Linked DNA regions of Mus musculus: region 1 is linked to region 2. Evidence: chromatin contacts called from public HiChIP or PLAC-seq data. All regions are on one chromosome and are shown on one strand. The core of a region is the stretch at or near the end of the contact, and the rest is flanking DNA. Distances in the headings are between cores, read along the strand shown.

Region 1 (6,955 bases), core at 1,010-3,509, 610 kb before region 2:
GGTCAGGAAAGGAACACAAGCAGGGTAAGACCTGGAGGCAGGAGCTGAGGCAAAGGCCATGGAGGGGTGCTGCTTACTGGCTTGTTCCTCATGAACAAGTGTTTAGCCTGCTTTCTTATAGAACCCAGGACCACCAGCCAGCCCAGGGATGGACACCACCCACCGTGGGGGCTGGGCCTTCCCCCATCAATCACTAGTTAAGATGATACCCTACAGGTTTGCTTACAGTCCATCTTATGAAGCCTCAATTGAGGCTCTCCTGTCTGAAAACTCCAGCTTGTGTCAAGCTAACATACAACTTCGATGCTATAGCATAAAGGATTAAGATGGCGATTAATCAAGTAAAAACTCAAAGTTTTGTTTTGTTTTAAAGACCACCAGAGAAAAAAGATGTAATGGCAATGAAAACCCTCATGCTTCCAAACACAACCTATTCTACGTCCACAAAAGCACCAACGAAAGCACAAAAACCAATCCACCTACAGAGTCTTAGAATTACTTCTAAAGGTCTTCTATATCCACAACTTTCTTTAACCTTTGGACATGTGAAAGTAAAAAATTATCATGAAAACACACATCACATCAAGTGCAGTCTCTAAAAACATAAATACAACCACATAGACCTAATCTTAATAATTACATGCCACCAGCAACCAAAAAAATTACAACTCTGATTTTTAGCAGCATAATAACTGTTTATACTGTAAAGGATGGCTCTTTCTGAATACATAATTAGAAATATTAACCTACTTATCCAACAACTTCTGCAGTGTTTCTCTGCACTAGTGTGGTATACACAGATTTGAAATGAGTATCTTGGTGAAGCAAATCAGAAAATGAATTCGATATTAAAGTGTAGCTTGACCTATCAGCTCATACGAAAACTGTAGGTGAAATTCAAAACAGCAGTGTAATCATTTTCTAGAGTGTTTTTTTCTTAAGTATAATTCTCAAACTTTTATCTATTAATGCAGGACAGCTGAATACAAGCAATGTTAGCTTCCATCAAGAAAGGCATATTGTTCATTTTGTGACCCATGCACAACAGAAACATTAAAGGAAAACCAGTGTGATCCACGTAACTTTTCCAGAAAGAGGCAAAGGGAGGGGGAGGACTCAGGAAATTAGTGTTGCTTCTCAGAAAAGTCCTGACCTTAGTCACAAGCCTTAACCTAATGAATCGAAGAGAAAGAAACTAAGACTATCTTCCCCCCACCCAACCCCCGCCGCCACCCCGCACGTGTGTCGGTCTCTGTCTCTGTCTATCTCTCTTTCACTCCCCCCCCCCGGGGGGGGGGGAGAGGGAATGGGACAGAGTGGGAGTCCTGGAGAGGCAGAAAGAGACTCAAATAAATGTAAAACAAGACGGTGAGGTTTGCTGGGCGTCTACCTCTACCAACACAAGATGCACCAACTGAAGAAGCAACCCTTCATCATTTAACACATTACGCACTTAAGATACACAGCAATGACCTGCTTTATGCAGAATTGCCATCTTCCCCTGAATGTCCTAAGAACCTACATAGGACAGAAGACCCTAAATTCCTAAATGCATCCATCAAATTTCACTTTCAACCTTTCTTGGGAACCTCTTGGGAAAGGGGAAACGACTTACTCGGAAACAAAGCCTCCTCCTCAAAACAGGACTACGTTAAAGTTAAAAAGGAAAAATAAAAGCCTCAAATGGCAAAAACCAGCATTTAAGCTGGTGGACACACTCAAGCATGGAATGGTTTCTGTGGGTCAGAACTTTCTTTTCCAGAGTAGGCTGCACCCTGAGACTTGAGCTCGCCCGCTCAGAGGAAGGGATGACATGGTCCACCTCCAAAATAAGTTCGAGCATTAGGAAAACAGAGAGGCAAGAGAACTTCCATTGTGTCAAGGAAGCCTCGGCGGGAGATGGCCCAGGAGGCCCGCGGCCGGTCTCGCCACACAGGGCCGCCGGGCGCTCAGAAGCCAGCCGGTTCCCGGCGGGTCTTCCCCGCTCGCCGGCCGAGTCTCGGCCGCAGAGCCCCGGGCCCTCGCCATCCCTCCGGCGGTGCTCCGCGACCCACGCTGGCCTTCCTCCCACTGCGCGCCCTGCCTGCCCATGCCTCGCCGCCTCCCTTACCTTCGCCTCCCGCCCCGGCCCCGCGGGCCTCCCGCCTCCCCGGCCTCCGCCTCACCACTCTCGGCCGGGAAGCCGAGGCCAAGCACAGCGCCGGCTTTCTCAGGCAGCCGGCGGTCGCGCCGAGAAGCCCAGAGGCTTACGCGGTAACTGCGGCTTCTCGCTTCCGCCTACCACCTCAAGGCTCCGCCCAGTACCCCTTCTAACCAATCATCAACCGGCTCCAAGGGCCGGCTCCGCCTACTTTTCTCCGCCCTCTAGACCTTCCGATCAGATGTTCAGGCTGAAAGAATCCAACCCAGAGAGTATCGTTCTAGACCCCCCCCCCCCTCCCCCCAGAGGACTTAACGCTGCCTCAGCCATCCTGAAGGAAGCGGGGAGGACGGTGCATGTGAGCATCACGCGCGCCAGGCATTAGACGCCAGCCAGTCGCTGTTACCGTATGTGTTCAACAACGTGAGCACATATAATTTAGGACCGCTCTCAGAGCTCTCTTGGACCGACTTCTACCTGTGTAGTCCAGAGTGAAGAGGTAGTTAATTAGCTTTCAGGATCCTTTCAGGACTCCGCTAACACCAACTATGTGTCTTTGAACAAATCGCTTGTTTCTCTAGGCCTCACACCTCTGGTGGGTAAAGGAGGGTTAATTATAGCTGCGTTTACTCCCTGTTGTTTTACTGTTGTTGTTTTTGTTGTTAATGTTTTTGGTGGTCTTGTTTGAGGATTAGGTAGAACTGTGCATGAAAGGCAGTTGGCACAGAATCTGACTCAAGTGAGGTTGAATATAGCTTTTTTTAATTCGGGTTTTGTGTTGCAGATAAGAGTTATCAAGCCCTGACTTGCTCAGCTTAGTATTAACATGACCCGTTATTTTTGTCCTGCTAACAGGGCTGTGCCGTTAAAAGTAGAAAACAAGCTAAAACCCGCTTACTGAAAGCGTAGGGCTTTGCAGGGGAGCATTGAAAGGAATCTGAAGGTTGGTGATATTCTGAGAATTCTTTTCTTCTAAAACTTTGGCATTTCCCACCCAGCTTTGGTTTTTTGTTTGTTTGATTTGTTTCAACGTTGGAAATTACCATCAAAACCTGAAGCTAGGGGACGCTGCAACTCCTGGTCACCATCCTTAACTGGCTCTTGGATCTTGTCCTCAGCGTCCTCTGACCGCATTGGTCTTCATTACTACTGTGCCTCTCTCCACTCTCCACTCTAACTGTCATCTATACAAATCAAAACACCGGGCTACCTTGGGTACTATCTATCCTTAACCTAACCACCTCCACCACCAACCACGTCCCTCACACATATCCCTGGGGGCTTGCAATGTCTCTTCAAACAAACCTTTCCCAATAACTCCTTCCTTGGCCCATAAACATACACAAGCATCTTCCCTAAGAAGAAGAAAAAAAAATCTTTTCTTAAATTAGCCCAACAGACCCTAATATTCCATAAACGTACAATAAATTATAAAATAGACCAAGAGAACACAATAGATAATCCAGCAGAGAGGATAGCAAGATACAGAAGAAACTCTATGTACAGAAACACCCGATCAACTAACACTTTTTAAAAGATATAGTGGGCTGAGCGGGTGCCAGAGGAGCATAGGGGGACGGCCAGGGGGTCAGATTCCTCTGAAACTGGAGATATAGGAGGTCGTGAGCCCCCAAATGTGGGTGCTAGGAATCAAACTTGGGTCCTCTGCAAAAGCAGTATATGCCCTTAACATTGAGCCATCTCTCCAGCTCCTCAGCTAACATTTTATGAGTCATTAATTGGACAAGTCCTCGTTCTCTGCGCCAGTCACTGGCCACATAGGTACCGTGCTAAAGGTAAAGCTGTGGCCATAACACAGTCCATGTTCCCCAGAAGTTTGCACTTCCGTGCCTACATTAGCATGAAGTTTAATTTCTGTGGGAAAATTGACTTCTCTTTTAGGAAAAGAAATTAGTTTGGGTTCTTACCTCATCCTAGACATCAAAAATTAATCCCAGGTGTATTTTATCTGTAGAGACATTTTGTGCGTACCTGTAACTATTCTTTCCCAGAACTTCCATCCAAGCACTTCTATGATACTTGCTGGGCTTGGGTGCACTATGGTACTGTGCTCACGTGCTTATAATACTTTACTGAGAATTCGTAGCCTTTCCCTCTCTTTATATTGGTTAGTATCAATATAATTTTTCTCAGTAATGCCCCAATTCAACACTGTCACTATTCAGTCTCTAAAAGTTGTCACTATTCTTTAAAAGTTGTCACTATTCTCTAAAAGTTGCCCCTGATTTGGCCAGTGGAAGCATCTCATGAAAACCCTGGGTATTGTTGCCAGGATCCATGACTTTCTGAACATTTGCTTTCTGTTTCCTATTTTCCCCTCTTACCTCTGCTCCCCAACCCCTAAAAACTACCACTCTGCTCTTTTTCTTTCTAACTTAACATTTTTAAAACTCTACACTTGAGACCTTACAGGGCTTTTATTTCTGGCGTATTTCACTTCCTATAGGCTCCTCCAGGTTCAGTATGTTGCCACAAAGGATAAAATTTCCTTGTTTTTAAATTTATATTTGTTCTAATGTTCAAAGTCAAGTAAATATTCTCTACTATCCCATAGATCATCTCTTCAAAGTTGTTTTTCTCGCTTTCCAGAGCACTTTATTTTGATAACATCCTATTTGTCTGTTTTGCTTTTTTTTTTTTTTTTTTTTTTTTTTTTTTTTTTTTTGCCTAAGCTTTTGGGTTAAACAAAATAAAAATAAAAGTCAAAAAATAAATAAAAAAAAATAAAATAAGAAAAACAAAAGTCACTGCTCAGGGCAATGTCATGGGTTTTTTTGCTTGTGTTTTCTTCTACTAATTTGTACTTTTTAGGTGTTAAATTTAGATATTTAATTCAATTTGAGTTAATTTTAAATGTAGTGTGAAATATCAATCTAATTTCCTTCGTGCACTGTGGGTATTCAGTTTTTCCCATAACATTCATTAAACAGACTATCCTTTCCCTCAGGGTTTTTCTGAATAGTAAGTCTATCATAAGTGGATTTATTCCTGCTCTTTTCTTTCTATTCTGTGGTCTATGTCTACTTTTGTGCTGAGACCATGCTGTATTGATGAACATAGCTTTGTACTATTTGGAATCTTTAGTTTTTCGGACTACTCTTTTAGTAGTCCTACAAATTATAGAATTGCCTCTTTTTCTAGATTTCTGCTTTTTAAAGCTGGGAAGCATTATTAGGGGAGCAGGTGATTTGAGACAATGTCTATGTACCCAAAGTTGTCCTCAAACCAGAGAGTCTCCTGCCTCACCTCCTGAGTGCCGGGTTTGCAGGACTGAAACACTACACTCAATTCATTTTTGGTTTCTTGAGACAGGGTTTCTTTGTGCAGTCTTTGCTGTCTTGGACTAGCTTTGTAGACCAGGCCAGCCCCTAATTCTAAGCATTTTCATTTTGTAGTATTACAAGTGAGATTGTTTTCTTGATCTCTTCTGAGGAGTTCTCTGTTATAGAAAAAAAGGACTATTTACCGTTTTTGTGTTGCTGTTAGAGAAAAAAAGGACTATTGACCGTGTTTGTGTTTTGACCTTGTTTTTGTTGTGACCTTTTGTGTGTTTGTGTTGGTTGCATGGCACACAATGCTACTGAGTTTCAGTACTTCCCAGAGGTTTTAGGTCACACATTTAGGATTTTTCTGATCTGAGATCATATCACCTACAGGCAGGGCCTCTTAACTTCTTCCTCTCCCATCTGGATAGTGTCTATGCCTTTCTTTGTCTTATAGTGTGTTGAGACAAGGCAAGAGTGAGCACCTTCGCCTGATGAGACACAGAGGCTTTCCGTTTTCACAAATAACTCATTACAGCAGACCTGTGGGGTACAATCCTGACATATTGAAAGCACATATTTACTGTCTGGCCTAGTGGACTAACTTCCAACATTTCCTGTCCAGTGCCGCTAATCAATTGACTGTCTAAGAAATTATGGTTTCATTTGGTATATAATGCAAACGCTGTTTTTGGTTGGTTTTTTTGGTGTGGTGATGGTGGTGGTGGTGACAATGGTAGTAGTGGTGGTAGATTGTTTTTGTTTGTTTGTTTACTGTAAGACTAATTTCTAGCTAGACTCTAATGAAATTATCACTCTTTCGCACTGCATGTGAAAGTATAAGTAGATATATGTTTCAGCAAAATGATTTGGTGGCTCTAACAAGCACTTTGAAAATGTTTATACTCCAGTTCCACTAGTTCCACTAATCTAGCATTCAGAATTGATAAAGAGCATTTTTACCAAGCAAGATAAAGATGGATTTTTCATTATTATTGATGCGATGAGGAAATAAAAGAAGAAACAACCAAAGCAAATGATTCCAAAGTAACAGGATCTGACCCACTCTGCTCAAGTTAAATGGCCTGCAAGTATGCCAGATGACAGAAACTAGCAATCATCGGCATTTGTTCTATAGCTAAGTATAATCCAGGCCTGTACCCAACACTTGGCATGTGGCGGCAAGAACACCAGAAGTTCTAGGCCAGCCTCTGCTACATAACAAGTTCAAGGTTAACCTGGACCACATGAGACAATCTTTATTAAAAAGTGCTTTCTTCACAGTGTTGTCCCCCTTCTAAAGCCATGTCAGTCCCCTTCAGCAGGGCTCCTGATCAGAGTGACCGTAGGCTCATCCTACTGAAAGTGCATCCATGAGCTCTTCCCACTCTTCTTTCCAGGCTCTGTCTTTTTCTTACCGTTCTACAGTACTTCTTCTGTACTTGAAAACTTTCTGGGCTTCCATCACAGCAGACTCTGTAATTCTCCTACCCTAGTTCTGCATTCTCTTTGGGGGTAGGAGGCTCTAATC
Region 2 (6,381 bases), core at 586-3,085:
GATGAAGTTAATACTGCGTCAGTATCCATCAGAGCAAACACTGGTTTTGTATGAATTCCCAGGGAACTGCCCTGCAGTTCATGACCTTTCTTTGTTCATGTTTGTTTTTTTAAAGCATAGATTCTGAAGCCCATTTATATGTCAACAATACATAATAAAATAGTATCTTTTTGCTTTGTACGCTGAATATTAGATACATATATTTGATTATACACTTAAAGAGAAACAAAATTTATTTGAAATGAATTTTACTTAACCTCATTTATCCTAAAGTATTATCATTTTAATGCACAGTTAATATAAAATTATTTGGATATTGTACTCTTTTATTTTGTCCCAATTGTGGAAATCTGGTGTGTGCTGATACACAGCTGTTAGTTGGGGCCAGCAACAGTATATATCCTCACAGCAGGCAAACTAAGGATGGCCATCTTGGACAGCGTGGTTTTTCATCTACTCCTGGGACACTTGAAGATGTAAAATATCATTTTACAATGTGACTTTCCTCCCTGAAAATTCATAAATAAAATACTAGTTGACTTCCTAAATGGAAGATCTTGTTTTTAAATTTTATGTACACTATTTATCCTTTTGATGATGTTTCCAAGCAAAAATAAACCATCTGAGAAGATTATGATTAAAAAAAAAAAATGACCTGCCTTCCTAACCTGGTGTGGTTTGGAGGTAGTGACAGTAGTAGAGTGGCCTATGGTTTCAATGGAGTGTTCCTGAAAAGGCTTGGCTATGAATAAAAGCAATGTTGTGAGTTATGAGGACCTTCGCCTCACTTACGGGTTAATCCATGGATACGTTCACAATTGCATAGGAAGGTATCGGAAAACTTGGGAGATAGAACTTAGCTGAAGAGAAGTGGGTCAATAAGTTATGCCCTTGAAGACTAGGCCATAATTTCCAATCACTTAAAAACAACTTACATTCACTCATTCCTATCAGTGTGGTCTAAGCTTGTGTAATGTGCAGGTCTGTACAGGTACATATGCTTGTGGAAACCAGAGGTCGATGAGTGTTGTCTATCATTCCTACATTACCAACCTTTTACATTTACTTATTTTTGTGTGTCCAGGGAAGATAACTAGGGGGAACACACACACACTCACACTCACACACACACACACACACACACACCCCAAAGCACACAGAAGGGGAACAGAGGACAATTTTGGAGAGTTACTTTCTTTCCATTGTGTGAGATCCACTACCAGTCTCTCCAGACATGTTTTTCTTTCTCTGCCTCTAGTCTGCTAAAACGTGAGCCACTCTGTTCCACTGCAGGCTCCTGGCCATGATGTTCTGCCTCACCATGAGACCAAAATCAATGGTGCCCAGTAACCATGGAGTGCTGAAACTGAGCGTCTTTTAAAACTTTTCTTCTTTAAGTTGGTTTCTCGGGGATTCTGTCAGAGTGACTTTCAGAACACTGAGAAGTGGAGAAAAAGCAGCATTGTGCCTACTGGTAAACCTAACAAGTGTTTATAAGCAGGCAATGCTCTGGGCAGCTAAGAAGGTGTAATATGAGTAGGCTTGGCTGGCACAGGTTGTAATCTCAGCTACTCAGGAAGCTGAGACAGAAAGACTGGAAAAAGTAGCCTGGCTCTTTTTTATTGAAACTAAGCTTTGCTTCAGGATTCCAGAGATGAGGTAGGGATGGGTAATGTGCCACCGGATCTCAGAGTGAATTCAGATCAACCTGGGTAACAGCAACACCCTGTCTGGAAGTTTTAAAAATTGTAAAAAGGCTGGGTTGAGTCTAAATCAGTGGTAGGGCGCCTGTCTACTATGAACAGGCCCTCAGGACAATCCCCAGTACTGCAAGGAAGGGAGGAAGAAAGGAGCTGGTGCTGCCCCTGCACATGGTCCCACACCTCTCTGAGGTTCTCTGTAAGAGATGAGCCTTCACTCTACAGAGCCAAAGTATGCAGCCATGATTTCAAGTCCTTAAAAAACATTCTGATTACTCTGTCCCCTTAGAATTGTTTCTTTAGTAAGTGCTGCTGTCTGAAATTTTACAATTAGATCTTTACTTGAGACATCTTAAACACCATTCTTTCTTATTTTAGAAAAGGTCAACTATTTCTTAACAAATACTTTAAAACTGAACAGATTAATGTGTAACTTAATTCGTATTTCCAAATAACATTTAAATAAGAGTTAGGCAGTACATTTCTATTATATCTTAACTACTTATAGTTGTTTGGTGTTGTGTCCGGCCAGCAGATCACAACATGGGTTCTAGCCTGGAAAGGCATTTTGGAAACCTGGAAGAGAAGAGGACTAGGTGGCGAGATAAAGAAATGCAGCTAAGACAGGCATTCTGATCAAAGTTCTATTTTACTGTTCTACACGCAGTTATGAAGCAGGGGAAGGGGGCCCGATTCCCGCCAATTAGTCTTGGGGTCAAATAGCAGGGTGACCACGTGCACGGCTCCAAACAGCAAAGCCGCAGGTCCAGCAGTGGGCGTGGCAGAACGATTGAGTGGGAAGCTCCACCCCTGAGCAAGCAGGTTTCAGGCTGGGGGAGGGGAGACTACAGTTTGGTGCACAATAAAGGTCACAGGGCTTCTTTTCAAGATTCCCTTACTATCTCAGAATGGGTTTCTCCTTTTTCATAGCTAGATATAATTTACTAAGACTGTGACAGTTAAGACTATTTCAGGAACAATGATGCTGACCTACCAAAAATAAAATTGTTGGAAGAGAAGGAGCAGTAGAGATGCCATGTGCTGTCTTACCTGACCCTGAGAGCCAAGCTTTGGGTGCAAGGAGAGATCTTATTTTACTCAAAGGTAGAAACCCAAGTTTAGGAAATTAATGTATTCTTCCAGAGTCATAGCTAAAGGGTGAATGCAGGAATTGAAGTTAGATCTGCTAAGTTCAATTTCTGTCTCATTTACTTTATCATAGTTCTTACACTCTTGGGGTAAAAAGAAGAATTTAAATAGTTTACATCTCTATACACCTTGATTCTCTTTTAGTTTTCACCTCCCTCCCCCATTATAGCCCCTTGATGTTTACTCACATGTTTTATGTGTGTGCAGGCTATCTTCCCTAATGTTGCTTTTTCGCTTACTCTTGAGTCATGGTTTCTTCAACCCAGAGCTTACAGACAAGCTTACCCTGAAAACCCCACCTGTGCCATCAGAGGAATTACAGGGCCCTACCAAGAATTTTATATGGGTTCTGGGGATCTGAACTCCAGTGTTCTTGCTTGGATGGTGAACACATTAACCAACGATGGCCTCCTCAGACCATTTGTTTTGTTTTGTTTTGATCATTTCCACATTAATAACTTCCTTTTTTTTAAGATGGCAAAAACATTTGAAAGCAAATAAATTTCTAAGAAAGGCTTTACCTGTGTTTTATAGCTTCTCTTCTGTACCACTTTAACTTCTTAAGACTAACATTAACTGTGCATTAAGGCTTTGTCGGGAATACCATACTTTTTAGAATTTCTCTGTTTTAAAAGTGTTTGGATGTTAAGTTATTACTGAGTAAAGAAAGCCCCTGCCCCTAAGGCCAGGCCCAAGGTTGTGATTCCAGCACTCACTCCCAGAGGCGGGAGGATAAGAGCTCCAGGCAACTTTGGCCCACACAGCAAGACTCTGACCCCAAACAAAGAACAAGGCAGGTGGCTGACCAACCCCTCTCACTCTAGTTCCAAGAGATCTAATGCATTCTTCTGCCCTTTGTGGTATGAATGTGGTACATATACATACATGTAGGCATTGACACATATGCATAAAACATGCATAAATAAATCTGTAAGTGTATAAAAATGCAAAAGAAAGTATTCATTAAAACAAAAATGGCTACTGTATACTTGTTATAAATAAATTTAATGCAAATAAACTAGAGTCTAATGTTAGTATACATATGTGACACTTTGATGAATATTACTTACAAATTTTTTTAATTAACATATCCTATTAGCTAGAATAAAGTACAAATTCATTAAAGCTATGTATTTCTCTTGTGGAAAAACTATGAAGAAAAATTACTTTTTTGATTGAAGACTGACCTAAAGTTCCATTAGCCATCTTATAAATGCAACTTAATAAACAAAGAAGCTTTAGCAAGATCCACTAATTCTACCAGAAAAAGAAAATCAATGCACAGAACCTACTGTTAGCAGATGTAAAGGCACACACAGAAGAGTTTATAGACATACTTGACCCATAGCATTTAAGTGTTTGGAATCTGTACCTGTTCTTCATTAGACGGACCTCTCTCTTCCGTGCTGCTTCTTCAGCAGGCTGTGTAGGAAGTGCTGGGGAGGACGCCATAACAACTCCAGGGGCAATGGTGCTCGTGGGTGCTGTGCGGATCTGGTATGTTTGTACATCGCCTGAGGCAGCTGCAGAGAAGAGCGAACAAGGTATAAGACACAGAAACACTACAATTTAATTCAACTGTGTCTCAATCAATCTAAACATACTTAGATTAAAAGGGAAACAGGGAATGGGACTCTATCTAAGAAGAAGACTCCAATTGTCTGTCCTATTTATTAGTACAGGTACGGGGCAGGGTGCCTCAGCGTCCCTGCGGGTCTTATTCATGTTGTGCTGGGAGGGAGATGCAGTCTGTGGTTTGCATGCTTGTCAGCTTTAAGTCTAAAGGAGCTGAGCAGAGATGTCCTCCCACACAGGCCTCAGTATCTTCCCTTGCTTTACATAAATTCACATTTAAAACAAAACCCAAAAAACTCAAGTAGACTCTTGCCACGACATAAAAACGACCATGATTTTTCATAAAATAGCAAAATAGAAGAAAAAAAATAAGCATATAGAAACTGTTATAAATTTCTAATTCAAACAAAACTCCAAGTATGAAAAACTGGACATTTGCTGCCAATCATGGTATATGTAAACATATCTTAATATAAGTGACTAAAACTAAGTAAGTAAAAGCTGAATTGTTTTCATTTCAGTTTTCTAAGACAGGGACTTACTATGTAGCCCTGGCTGTCTAGAACTCATTATGTAGACCAGGCTGGCTTAGAATTCAAGAGATCCACCTGCCTCTGCCTCTGCCTCCCAAGTGCTGGAATTAAAGGCGTGTAGTTTGGGTTTTCCTCACCATACAATCTCCATATGTGAAAAAAAAAATCACTATTTGTCCATTATTTGCTTCTAGAAACAGTGTCATGATATGCTTTCATAAGTACCCTAATACTATGTGAGAGATTTTGAATGTCTTTATAAAATCATTCATATCAGTTAAAAACACCGATTGTATCGTTTGAGGGACAAAGATTTATATACTAAACATGTTACCATATTCAAACTGACGTTGAGAATTCAAATTCACTGACATCCTGCTTTACAATTTTTTGAGTACCTGCATGTAAAGTGAAAAGGTGTTTTACTCCCACTAATAAGCAAAATATTTTTTAAATATCATTGGTCTAATAACAAGATATATAGTATAAATTTATTAGACATTGTTAAACAAAAGATGTTCTACTTGGTGTTGTGGTATGATCCAAAAGTAATTATCCATGGTGAAGGGATATAACTCTCATTAACACAGGCAACATTAGTTATTATTAATAAAATATTTTTAGAAGCAAATATTATTTTTTTAATCTATAAATTTTTAATCTGGTAATATTGAACTATGAACTGCTCAGTGAATTAATGCTGAATAGTTAACACTCTCCAGACTCTTGAAATTTTGGGAAACAAAACAAAACAAAACAAAACAAAATCCTCTCGTCCACCGAGGCTAAAGGACAACTTGTTCTCCAATGAGCAAGGATCTGCATAATGATGCTTGTTCTTATCCAAAATCCAAATTGATGACTTCAGAAAAGCTCTATATTCCTTTTAAATTAAAAATAATAAAAACAAGACAAAACAGATAAAACAGCAGAATCCACTAGAACTCTTTAATAGTGACATAGCACACAGAGGAGGGAAAGAAAGGGGCCCAGGGGAGCTAGTGTTACTTGAGGCCATTCAGCCTGGCTATAACTTCCTCAGTTCTCTTCTAACATATTTTGGTTCTTCCAATCCTGACTACTGAAGGCATTAAAGACAGGAAAAACCCCTTTTAAGCTAAAAGATAGTTGTTTTTATGCCATGACATTTTCATCTGAGTGGAAAGTTGCATGAGAGATATTTATGTATTAAATACATGCATATCTAAACTGTTAATATCTAAATCTATACTGAAGAAAACTATTTTAGTAGTGCTTTGTAATATACTTACTTTTCATGAGTATACACATTAATTTTTAAAAGAATGTACCATATGTATGAATTCTTAATTCTATTACCTTGAACAACAACTTGGTTGCTGGGCACTAGAATCTGCTGTCCATCAGTGGTCTGTGCATACTGTAGAATGGTAGTACCCGGCTGA

What was found. HiChIP or PLAC-seq counts read pairs in DNA pulled down with a chosen protein or histone mark.
Region 1: an H3K27ac HiChIP or PLAC-seq map of embryonic stem cells shows a contact between it and region 2, with 3 times the contacts expected there. The contact joins the promoter of Pikfyve here to the enhancer-like site in region 2. A contact is called at or near these places in 1 of 39 promoter capture datasets (liver), 6 of 115 datasets of contacts at active chromatin or transcription factors (acute myeloid leukemia, bone marrow-derived macrophages, embryonic stem cells and 2 more) and 2 of 9 other capture datasets (liver and pancreatic islet).

What each region holds. Positions count from the first base shown.
Region 1 is chr1:65,181,989-65,188,943 of GRCm38.p6, reverse strand. It overlaps Pikfyve (phosphoinositide kinase, FYVE type zinc finger containing), which reads right to left and starts at 2,259. Exons shown (of 42, transcript NM_001310624.1): 1 at 2,111-2,259. It also overlaps a transcript of Idh1 not described here.
Region 2 is chr1:64,574,170-64,580,550 of GRCm38.p6, reverse strand. It overlaps Creb1 (cAMP responsive element binding protein 1), which reads right to left. Exons shown (of 9, transcript NM_009952.2): 7 at 6,296-6,381; 8 at 4,222-4,372. Among named protein-coding and RNA genes, the nearest start is that of Mettl21a, 40 kb to the left of the region's middle. Within about 2 kb of position 1,835, at least 4 of the 459 cell types and tissues checked have an H3K27ac peak or open chromatin away from gene starts, as enhancers often do. A contact at or near this core is called in embryonic stem cells, where this site is marked.